Regions from separate parts of the Macaca mulatta genome. Here region 1 is linked to region 2. Evidence: chromatin contacts called from public Hi-C data. All regions are on one chromosome and are shown on one strand. Each heading gives the region's core, a stretch centred on a gene start, on an enhancer-like site or on the middle of the called end of the contact. The rest is flanking DNA. Distances are from core to core; before and after follow the strand shown.

Region 1 (6,231 bases), core at 1,959-4,458, 160 kb after region 2:
ATTGATATTTGTAGATCTAGCAATAGCACAATACACATTCTTCTCAAGTTGGTATGGAATAATCACCAACATTGGCCACATTCTGCTCTAATCAAATTAAAGAAAATAGAAATTATACAAAGCATGTCTTCATACCACAATGGAAGTAACATAGAAATCAAGAACAGAATGATAGCTGGAAAGTCCCAAATCATTGGAAACTAAACAACACATTTTAAATAACATTTGGGTCAAAGAGGAATCTCAAGAATAACTAAAAACATTGATCTAAATAAAAATTAAAATACAACTTTTCTAAATTTGTGGGATGCAGTAAAAGCAGGGACATTTATAGCAGTAAATGCATACATTTGAAAAGAAGAAAAATCTAAAATCAACAACCTAACTTGTCACCTTGGATAACAGAGAAAGAAGTGCAATTTTAACCTAAAACAAGCAGAACAAAGAGGAATAATAAAAATTAGATAATGAAATTGAAAATAGAAAACAATAGAAAAAAATCAATACAACAAAGAAAACACTGAAAAGATGATTAAAATTAATAAACCTATGCAGGTTAACCAAGAAAAAAAGACATTGGACATAGTTTGCCAATATCAAAAAATAAGAGGTGTCATCTCTACTAATTTCATAGATATTAAAAGAATAATAAAGGTTTATGATGAACAACTTTACACCCACAATATTTAGATAAAGTATTTAGATAAATATTTTTTGAATCTTTAGATTAAAAGGACCAATTCCTTGAATGATACAACTACATTTTACACAAAAGCAAATAGATCACCTAGCAGCTCTGTATCTACGAAGACAAAGAATCAATAATTAATAAAGTTTCAAAAAAATCACCAGATTCGATGGTTTCACCAGGGAATTTTACCAAACATTTATGGAAGAAATGATATAAGTTCTTTACAATTTCTTACAGAAAATACAAGTAAATATTACTTCTTAACTCATTTTATGAGACCAGCATTACCTGCATACCAAAATAAAATAAAGACATTACAAAAAAGAAAATTATAACCAAATATTTCTCATGAACATAGATGCAAAAGCCATCAACAAAATATTAGCATATTGAATACAACGGTGTATACAAACAATTATACACCATGCCCAAGTAGAATTTGACCCAAGTATGCAAGGCTAGTTCCTTGAAAATCAATTGAAAATCAATCAATGTAACCCATCATATCAACAAGCGAAAGAAAATAAAATCACATGACCATATCAATAGATGCAGAAAAAGAGTTTGACAAAATCCAACATCCATTCATGATAAAAACTCTGCAAACTAGGAATAGAGAGAACTGCCTAATCTTGATAAAGAACTAAAAATATCCTACTGCTAACATCGTATTTAGTGGTAAGAAACTGGGTACTTCCCCTAAATTCAGGACAGGACTGTTAAGACAATGAAAAGACACGCTTCCACTGGCAGAAATATTTGCAAAACACGTATCAGATCAAGTACTTCTATCCAAAATACACAAAGGACTCTTAAAACTCAACCATACGAAAACAACCTATTTTTTTTTAATGAGGACAAAAGACGTGAACAAACATCTCACCAACGAAGATATACAGATGCATACGAAAAGTTGCTCCACACAATTTTTCATTAGAAAATTGAAAATTAACAATGATATAGCACTATATGCCTACTAGAATGTCTAAAATTATAGATGATAGGTAGGTAGATAGATAGATAGATAGATAGATAGATAGATAGATAGAGATAGCCAATATCAAGTGCTGGCGATGATTAAGGAAAGGGATTCATATTTGCTGATGGTTATAAAAATGCTACAGCCACTCTAGAAAACTGTTTGGTTCTTATAAAGTTAAACAAATTTACCATAAGATCTAGCAATTGCACTCCTAGATATTTAGCCAACTAATTTAAAAACTTTTGTCCAAACAAAACGCTGCATGCAAATGTTTATAGAATGTTTATTCACAGTCGCCAAAAACTGGAAACCACCCAAATATTCTCCAGTGGGTGACTAGATAAACAAAATGTGGTACAAATAATGAGACTTTCCTCAACAATAAAAAGGACTATACACAGTAAAATGGATGAATCTCCAAGGCATAATGATGAGGGAATAAAGTCAATTTCAAAATGTTACATATTGCATAATTCCATGTATACGACACATTCACAAAGACAAAACCTTAGCAATGGAGAACCTATCGGGGGTTACCAAAAGTTAGGGATGGGGGGGCGTGGTTATAAAAGGACAGAACTATAGAGTTCTTTATTGTGCTAGTGGTTACATGAATCCAAACAAGGTTTTAAGATTACAGGATTACATATCAAAAAACCAATTTACTGAATATTAATTTTAAAAGTGAAATAAATTATCAAACACTATTAAACATATACAATGTTTAAAGTGAAGCAAGAAGTCCTAAACTAAAAGTAAAATAATGATTGATTGTTTAGAAGTACACCAGGATGGTATGGGTCATCTGCAATATAACGTCCTGTTTGGGATAAGAAGGCGCGGCTACATCTAGAGGGTGACGTGAGAAGGGCCCAGGCAGCGAGCAGGTCTTGGCATCAGGGAGGGGCAACATCTGAAGGGGTGGCGTGAAAAAGTCTTTAGAGGAAGGCAAAAAATGGGAAAAGGTCAGAGAACCTCTTTGGGAGGTAAAAGGACCAGCTTTGGATTAGGCGTGATGCACAGGCCCCAGCGCAGGGCGTGGAAACTGCAGCCTGGACAGCCTGGGTGGGAGAAAGTTTGGGATGTTTAGGAAGGAACGGTGCGCCAGCCAGGGGGAAGAAACGAGATAGGTGGCCGCAGATGGCTCGAGTCAGGCAGCAGGAAAAGGCAGGCTATTTAAGCAGCGTTTCCTGCAGTCCAGGCGGAGAGCGCAGAAGGGGCCACCCCGAGGGGCAAGCGTGGGAGAGCCAGAACGGGCGCGCGGGCGCGGGCGCGAGGGCGCTGTGCGTCCTCCCGGGGCTCGCGGCCGCGAGCACGCGCTCTCCGTGCCCGGCCCCGGCGGTGCGGGGGCGGGGCACAGGGCGCGGCGCGCGCACGTTCACGCGGGGCTGGGGCGGGGCGTGAACGCGACCGGTGACGTCGGGGGAGGGCGCGCGCCGGGAGGCTGCAGGCGGAGCCGGGAGGCGGGCGCTGCGCGCGGCCGCGGGCGGAGCGGAGGGGCGCGAGGGGCGGAGCGGAGCGCGGGAGGAGGCGGAGGAGGAGAGGCCACCGGGACCGCGAGCGGCAGCTGGGGAGGGGGCTGCGGAGCCCGAGCGCGAGCAAAACAGCTGATCTGGTTTTCCTTTAAAGCGAGAGAAAATGGAAGTCGGGTAGCAGCGACTGCGGCGCTGCGGGCTGGCGGAGCGGAGCGGCTCGGCGCGGCAGGTAAGACGGCGCTGGCCGCGGTGCTGCCGGCGGGCGGCGGGGCCGGGCCCGCGGACCAGGCAGGTGCGCTGTCCCGGCGCGGGGCCGGCACCGGCTCCTTCCCGAGCTCCGTGGCAAGGCAGGTGGGCGTTGAGGCCGGGCCACCGCGGGGCCGGGGCACGGGGACGCGGGGGGCGCGGGCCCCGGCTGGGCTCGCCGGCGCGTCTGCATTGCGGGCTCCGCTCTGGACCCCGCGGGCTCCGGGGCCACGGGCTCCGGCCCGGCGTGGCGCGCCTCTCTCGGGCAGGGCGCGGCGCTCCGGCTGGGTCGGGGCTGCTGTCTCCGCTCAGCCCTTTGGCTGTCCGCACTGGAACGTGATGCCAGGCGTGGGGCGACCGGCCCCTCGGTCCGTGCGCGCGTCGGGGGTCCCGCGGCTCTGACAGACGGCCGGTCAAGGCCCGGGCCCGAGCAGCGCGCGAGGCCGCTCGCCGGGCACCGGAGCTGTGGCTGCGTGGGCCCCCGCGGCCCCGCGCACCGCCGTCCCGCTCGCTCTGCTGGGTCTCGCTGGACAGCAGGCAAACCATTAATGCAATTTGGCTGTGAACCCAGAGGCCTTCCCTAATATCTCCTCACTGGAGGGGAAAAAATTGCATCTGCGGTGCTTTAAGTGCTCCTTTAAATTTGGGAGATGTCAGTGATGTCATCATTAACTAAAACTTTCCTTCATTGGACACAACCGCTCAAGTGTACCCTCCTCCCGCCCGGTGAAGCTATTGCAGCCCTTTCAGAATGTCTGTAATAAAATGGATTTGCCTCTGCTCTGTAAACTCAGCTACCTCACACAAGTGCAAATGACTTTTATTTCTGTCTATTGACTGGAGAATGAATAGATTTAAGAGTAGCTGAAGGGAAACTTGTGAGACCCGGATCAGGGAATCCCTTCATCCACAGCACAAGGATCCAGGGGAAAGTCATGTATGACATGCACATGGTTACCGCCGGGTGATAGCTTGGTAAATGGAAGTGGGCTGTAAGAGGAACAATTTTTAAAAATATTATGGGGCAGATAATGTGTCCAGGAAAAGGTTGACAGCGGGACCTAAATCTTTACAGGTCTTAATTGCTTCAGGAAAATCTGCAGGTGTCCTTCTTCACCATCCTCCTCCTCCAGGGTGTGCCCGGGAGAAGCCTGCCCTGGGCAAAGGCGGGGAGGCAGGTTCACTAGGGTCCTCTAAGCAGCTGTGTGTCCCACCACCTTCAAAGGCCTCTTCAAGAGCCAAAGAACGTTCAGAAGAACAGAGGTAGATCTGAATGGCACTCTCAGGTCTGGATAAACATGCCCCGCTAACTGGGATCAACACTTCGTTATTTTATTGTGCGTGTGCCATTAGTACCAATTCTTATGGGAACAAAACTAAGCAAGTTCCCAAGACAATCTGAGTATCTACTTAAGCCTATCATATCGAAAGGATATCCAATAAGGGACAAACGTATTGACATTTTCATATTTAATAATTAATGACAACTCCCAATTGGCTAAAATAAGTATGCCTTAAATTATTACTGTGATTGTATTGGGTCTGTAAGGAATTTAATAGCATATGCCACGCAAAAGTTGGAACCTGGTTAGAACTTCGATCTTTTGAACCCTGTATTGGTGTGAAAAGAATGGGAGAACAGTGGTTACTTAGGCCTTTAGTGTTCAAGGTGATAATGGGTGGAAATCACCGCTTTACAAAGTATTGCCACATGCAGGTCTCACCTGGGCCTGGATCATAGGTGGCAGGTGTTCCCTTAGAAAGTAACTCCTGAGGCCCCCAGGATTGGTGGAGAAGGAGAGGGGACGCCTTTCTCTGAGCAAGCGTGTGTAATTCTTGGCCTCTGACCTCCTGATGGTGCCGCATTTATTCCCAATGGTGTGCCTCAGTGAGATGAGAAACTGGCTCCAAATGAGCTGCTTTTGGATGATACCGTTCCCGCTGTGTGTAGTTGCTTTAGAGCTCAACTCTTGAGTTGTGGCAGAGATTCTTCTTTACAGAGTGTCTTCAGTAGTATGAAGATTGGTTTTTAAGGGTCTAGATTGCAAACTGTGAAAATGGAGTCTGTGAAACCAATCTGGCCCCGTATCCATCTTTTTTTTTTTTTTCACCTGTAGACTCGTGAAAATATTCGCCACGTTTATGGTTTAACCCACTGTAGTACTTGTAAAACTTCAAATGCAAGTGTTTCCACTAAACCTTTAGGTATGGGTCACTCATTTCCCTAAAACATTTTAAAACATCCGCTTTAAAGCCTCTTCATCCCCCCTTGTATGTTTAGAGTGCTTAAATTTGGGAGCTGTCAGTGATCTCCCAAAAGAGATCACTGTCACATCTTCCGTTTCTAAGAAGTCAAAATTGCCCTGATTTTCTTTCTGTTCCCTCTGGGATCTTAAGGTCATTTATTCATGCCTTAGGCCCACAGAAGAAAGGTTGAATCAGCTCTTTTGGGCCAGCAGGGGGCGTGCTAAACGCGGCTTGGCAGGCGTGTGTCAGAGCCACCTTGGGAGTGGGTCGCCAAGTTGAGGTGGGTGCGTGTGTGTGCGCCGGTGTGGTCTGCCCCCGGTTCCCCCCGCCCCTCCCGCTCCGCTCCCGCATGCCTGTCTCCCAAGAGATGGAAACTTAAGAAAGGGTTGGGGGCACATACTTGAATGACCACAGGTTGTGGAGTCTGGAATGTAGGCCTCCCTAGCAGAGAAATTGCTTCAGTGGCTCCATGTCTTTGGAAGGTGGCCCTTAGCACACTTTGAGCCTCATGACTGAGTGCCTTCTCCGACTGCGGAAGTGAGAGTGTTAGTTTGGAGAGGAGAAAGTTGACTTCAGTGAACTACAGGCTG
Region 2 (5,892 bases), core at 1,179-3,678:
TGCCTAAACTTCTCCTAAGACTCAGAGCTCCTCATAATAAGTTGGTTTCTTAAGTGTCTCTTAAAGAAGCAGAAGTTCCCAGAAAAAAAGCCTGCAGCTTCTCTGTGAGTAGTCTCTTCTCCAAAAGAGGCTGCCGCAGCCTTTGCAACCTCAGGAGCCTGTTCTACTGACTTCCTCCTACTCCTCTACTGAGGGGCTACTGCACCATCACCCCCATCCAGGCAATACAGGGACACCCACTCCAAGGGAGACAGCTGTGGAGCAGACACAAACAGTGAGGCAGCCTGGCTGGAGTTGACCCTGGGCAAATGGGGGAAGAAGGGGCCACTGTCCCTTTGTCACCCTGTCACACACCACTTGCGGGGTGTGTTAGCTCTGCTGCCTGGTCTTTTCATGTGGTTTCTGCATGAAAATGACCATAATCACATATCCAGCTTTAAAGTCTCTTCAAGTTGTTTCCATATTCTTTAGTTGATCACAATGACTGATGAGGTACTACAGTGTCCATTTTATTAGCCAGAAAGCCAAGGCTCAAGATGCTTAAGAAACTTACCTAACAGCAGCCATTCAGAAACCAACAGAGCCAGAACCCACCAAACACCCCAAGTACAAATCTTGAGCTCTTTAAAGTAACTGAGGAGCTGCTCTGTAAACAGCAACTTTTACTGCTCTGCAACTCATAAGACTGAACGTGTCTTCCCCTACAGCTCTTCTCTCATAACTCTTCCGCTTCATCACATATACATTCAATATTTTAAAGCATGATTCTGTCTGCAGGAGGAAGAACACATTTGAGGCGAGTGTAGTGTTGGAAAGGAGGCAATGTATCACAGCAATTTTAACTAGGTTAAATGATATACCATTCATCAACATGCTAGTGCGGGTAACCGTTTATTTGTAGGATTATGAAGTATCACCTCTTATCTTTTTCCACTTTGCCAGGTGACTCTTAGCACTATTTGTTTTTTAACCAAGAATTGTGGCTATTGTCTCACCTCTTTCCTATCATGCTGTCCCTCCCAATGAACATCATTATCCCTGTGCCCCACCCTGCCCCACTCCAGGGTGCTCCACAATAGAATCCGATATTCTGTATAGACATTTATAATGAATTAAACACTTGTGTGAAGCATTTGTATTATACGGAGAATATACCATGAATATTGAATATCCAAAGCAGCATAGAGGAACAAAAGGCAAGTTTACACAGAATGGCCAACTGAAGTGGGCACTAGCAAGGCTGCAAGGCAAGAGGCCCATGGAACTGGTGGCAGCTGCCTGGAGGGACAGACACGTGTATTCCTGATGGGGAACCCCGAGTCCATGGAGCAGGACTCCTGGTACCTGTCCTCACCAGGAAGGCAAAGCATGCCCATTCCTAAGATGGGGTCACAGTGAAAGTTCACAGCTAGCCCTCTTGCCCTCTGCCTGGACAGATTTGCCAGCTGCAAAGCTCAGGGGCAGGCCCCCCACCAAAGTAGTTACATATCACAGGCGGCACAAAAGTCTAGAAGTGGCTAAACTGACACTCAATGTTGGACTGCATGTCAACACTTATACTATAAGGGAGAATAAAAAGTGAATGTCACCTGTTCTTGCTACTGAGTCCCAGTTCAGGATGCTTGAGTTTCTAAACTGAGGGAAAGGTGGGACCCAAGTACCCACGTACAGGTGGCCGGAGTGATGGAACAAGCTTTACCAGGTTCCTCCTCGGCGGAAGGAGAGACGGAGAACTGAGACACTCAGGAGAGGGCAGGCTAGGGACAGAGTCAGAGCATGGCCCTGCCTCGCCTGGGGCCAGCTAGAGTGTCCCAGCCGAGCTCCACCGCCTGGACGCCCGACGCTTTCTAAAAAGCCCCTCGGAGCCCAGGGAGGGGAGAGGGCAGCCCTGTGGGCAGGCGGGACTCACCACGTCCATGATCTGCAGGAGGCTCAGGGAGAAGTAGACGGTGAGCGGTTGCGAGTCATTGGCCACGGGCCTCTCCAAGGGGTTGTAGTTCTTGACCAGCTCCTTGTAAAGCTTCCTCTGGAACTCGCCTTGCAGGGACACTTAAGGAGAGGAGACCCGGGCAGGGGGCTCAGGGCAGGCCGGCGGGTGTACTCCCGACTCCCTCCTGCCCGCGGCCCCCGCCGCCCACCCGGTGCAGCCCAGACAAGCAGCCCCCGCAGCGCCCCCGCTGCCCCTCGCCGGCGGCGTGGGGCGCACAGAGGCGCCCGGGATGTGCCCGGGATCCCACGGAGAAGTGGAGGGCGGGGAGGCGGCGGCTTTACCATGCAGGAGCGACGCGGCCAGAGCCAGCCAGACGCCTCCCTGCGAGCAGCGCATGTTGAGTCCCGGAGCTGCCGCGGGCCGGCGCGCCTCACGTATCGGCTGTCGCCCGGGCCTGCGCCTGCGGCCACAGAGCCGCCTCTCGGCTCTGCTCGGCTCGCGCGCCTTTAAGGAGCCGGGCGCGCGCCCCCGCCCCGCCCGCCCCCGCGCGCCTCTCCACGTGACGAGCCCCGCCCCCGCCCCGTCCCCGCCCCCTGTCCCTCCAGCCAGGGCCGGCGTCTAGGCGGCCACCCAGGGAACTGCAGCCCGGGGTGTTATCTGGAGGTACTCCCGGCGCTGGGTACGCTCCGGGCACCTCCACCCCCAGTCTCCACCGAGCGCGCTCTCGGAATCGCGCCTCCGGCCAGGCCAGGGGCTGCCCAAGGCCAGGCTTTGCCTCTCCCTTGCGTTCTTTGTCCTCACTCAGCCGGCTCCCGCTCTCAGCCAGAAGCTGCGCCGGGCACTCCGGAGAAAGCCGGGACAATTCTGGGGTCCAGTCTTCCTGGACTCCCTCCTCCACGCCAGCGACCGGGTGACAGCGTTGGGGAACCAGGCTTCGGAAGTCTTGCCAACCAGACAAAACAGACCCGAGGAAGCCCCCTCCTCCCGCTTTCCGCGAGCCCGGGTTTGCTTTCCGCACCGTTTGCTGGGCGCTAGCAGCCAGACTCTCGGCTGGGATCTGAAGTGCTGGAGGCACCCTGTCGGGGAGGACAGATGCCGCCAATGTGTGTGATGGGATTCCCAGTGGTTACCCTAATGTGTGGCTCATTCTTTTTTAAAGGAGATTAGAAAGATTGAAAAGTTAACTCCTAACTCTTTGCTGGAAGGACAGCCAGAACTTGGTGTTCTTATCTAGGCTCTTTTGAGCCAGCGCACTGGGAAGAGTTAATGAGAAGGAGAGGCTCTGAGAGGTCCAGGGAGTGCGGAGAGTTCTTGATGTTGAAGAGGAGGCGTGATTTTGGAAAGAGGAAGGGAGGGAGGAAGGCGCCAAGGGGCGGCTTCCAGGGCGGCTGAAGCTCCCTCCCATTTGCTCCCTTCTGCTGAGCACAGCAGCGCCCTGCGTCCGCGTAGGGGGCGCTACCACCTTCCTTCCCGCAGCCCCCGTGCATCTGCGCTCACCAGAACAACGCCCGTGGGCCACGCAGCTGTTTCTGGAGGAGGATTCATGGAAGAGGTGACAGCTGAACTGGATTCACCTCAAAGGATAGCAGTCGTTGTGCCGGGAGAAAGGGACGCCAGGGGTGCCTGGAGAGCAGACAGGCGTGCCCTTAGCCTCATCTGGCTCTTGAGTCCCCCCACCACTTCTAGCAGTCTGGACACCACAAAGCAGGCACTTGGCAAAGAAATTATCTACAGAGATTAGTTGTTGGTAAAGGGGGAATGAGAAGAAGGGAAATAAAACCCAGAAGCAGAATAGAGAAAGCCCATGAAGTATTAGTTAAAAGATTCTCACTGGCGCATCCCCTCCACTGGTGGTGGGACTGTAACACTCTTCTACAAGGGCTGAAAGTACCTAAGAGCCCTGTCTTCCCTGCTAGAAGAGCATGAGCCCATGGGGCCAAGGGAGTTTATTTTTTCTTGAGTATGGCTATCAGGATCACCTTCCTGAAACCGGAACTGCTTCCTTACCTCCATTGCACCCCATAATATCAGAAACCTAGAAATCGTTTTCAGGTGTGACAAGCAATTCGCAAGTATTTATTTGTCCTCTGTTCTCTGCTAGACACCTGGAGGACCTACAAGCGCAATCCACTCGCTCAGCTTACAATGTAGGACTGCTGGAAGTTGGAAAGTAAACTTCAGTCTCCCTTGAGCCATTAGGTAGGTCTGTGAGTTTGGCTGTATTGACTCCCATCTATGGGACTCAGGTTTTTCATTTGTGAAATGAAGAAAAGCGCAGAACATTCTCGGAATAGAGCTGACGGGCCTATATAGGTCCTGCCCTTACTCCCGTTCCCAACGCAAGAAGACAGCGAATAAAACAGCAGGATATGAATACATGCCTGGGCACACCAAAAATACGGCTTCTATGGGTAAGAGGGAAATTTTAACACTCTCAGGAGGTAAGGTGCCTTTGCGCTTGGGGCCTGTGAGAGGTGGAGAACTGGAACGGAGATACTCACATAAATCCAGAGATCGGTGTAATCTCCTTTCCAGTGTGAAAAAAGACCAGGAAACCCCAGCCATTAGCCAGGGAAGTGGAAGGAAGCATGTTTTCTGCCTGGGCTCCGGATAGGGGGAAAAAGATAATTACACATTCAAAAACCAAAAAAAAAAGTGCATTAGGCTTAGGTGTGGAGTCCAAATGTGTATTATATGGTTTAGAATTCAAGAATTCCTCTGGAGGAAGATTTAGTAACTTTACACACATGGGACTCCAAAGAATGCCCCCAAATCACAATATTCATGAAAATAAGTTCAAAATAAAAAAATATAAACCATTCAAGGAAACAAACTCTACATCATCCTAGGCCATCATCAATTAGGGAAAGTGAATAGGCAGAGTAAACAGGAAAATGTGTGCCTCACAATTTGAGATAATAGGACACTGAAAAATAAACTATAAAATTTGTGGCCAGGTGCAGTGGCTGACGCCTGTAATCTTAACCCTTTGGGAGGCTGAGGCAGGTGGATCACCTGAGGTCAGGAGTTCGAGACCAACCTGGCCAATGTGGCCAAACCCCGTCTCTACTGAAAATACAGATATTAACCAGGCATAGTGGCAGACACTTGTAATCCCAGCTACTCAGGAGGCTGAGGCAGAAGAATCGCTTGAATCCAGGAGGCAGAGGTTGCGATGATCTGAGATCACGCCATTGCAGTCTAGCCAGGGCAACAGAGCGAGCTCCGTCTCTAAATAAATTAATAAATAAAAATAATAAAAACGAATAAAATTTGTACATTTAAAATGGTAAAGCTATTTATCAACGTGGGTGATGTCCGTCGCAGTGATAACCCTCAATTCTCATTGGCTTACCACAGTGAAAGTTTCTTTCTCCCTCACACCACAGTCAAATAGTTCAGATGACTTTGCTGGGTGGCTACCCTCCTCCCCAGGTCTTTCAGATATAAAAGATCCTTTCATTAAATGGAGAGTGAATGTAAGACAAAAGCACTATTCAAAGAGTAAATTCTGAGAACTTTTCAATATTGACAAAAGACATCACACCACAAATTCACTCGGTCATGGATTTGATTACTGCTGAATTTAATTTGTTAGTAGACTTTAAAAGAATTTTCTATGTATATCCATGAAGGATATTGCTCTATCATTTTCATTTCTTGTAATTTTATCGTCTAATTTTGGTAGAAGATCTTATGCTTCCTCCTCCTCTACTTTCTAAAATCGTTTGTTCAAGATATAATTTGTTTCTTAAATGTTTGATGAAACTAGTGAAACTGGAGTTTTTGTGGAAAGATTATTTTCTTAATGTTAACCCAATTTTTGGTAGATATGTAGGACAATTCAGTTTCTATTTGTTCTTGGGGAAAACTTGCTAAATTGTATTTTTTTTTTACAAATTTGTCTATTTCATTTAAGTTACTGCATTTATTGACATAAAGTTGTTTATTATGTGCCTTTA

The links. A called contact is a pair of places that touch in the nucleus more often than the background predicts.
Region 1: a Hi-C map of liver shows a contact between it and region 2, with 2.3 times the contacts expected there. The contact joins the promoter of OTUD7A here to the promoter of CHRNA7 in region 2. A contact is called at or near these places in 3 of 14 Hi-C or Micro-C datasets (cortical neurons, fetal cortex germinal zone and liver).

What each region holds. Positions count from the first base shown.
Region 1 is chr7:7,332,169-7,338,399 of T2T-MMU8v2.0, forward strand. It overlaps OTUD7A (OTU deubiquitinase 7A), which reads left to right and starts at 3,209. Exons shown (of 13, transcript XM_028850656.2): 1 at 3,209-3,377.
Region 2 is chr7:7,172,669-7,178,560 of T2T-MMU8v2.0, forward strand. CHRNA7 (cholinergic receptor nicotinic alpha 7 subunit) reads right to left here and starts at 2,429. Exons shown (of 10, transcript NM_001032883.1): 1 at 2,272-2,429; 2 at 1,910-2,049. The coding sequence starts at 2,326.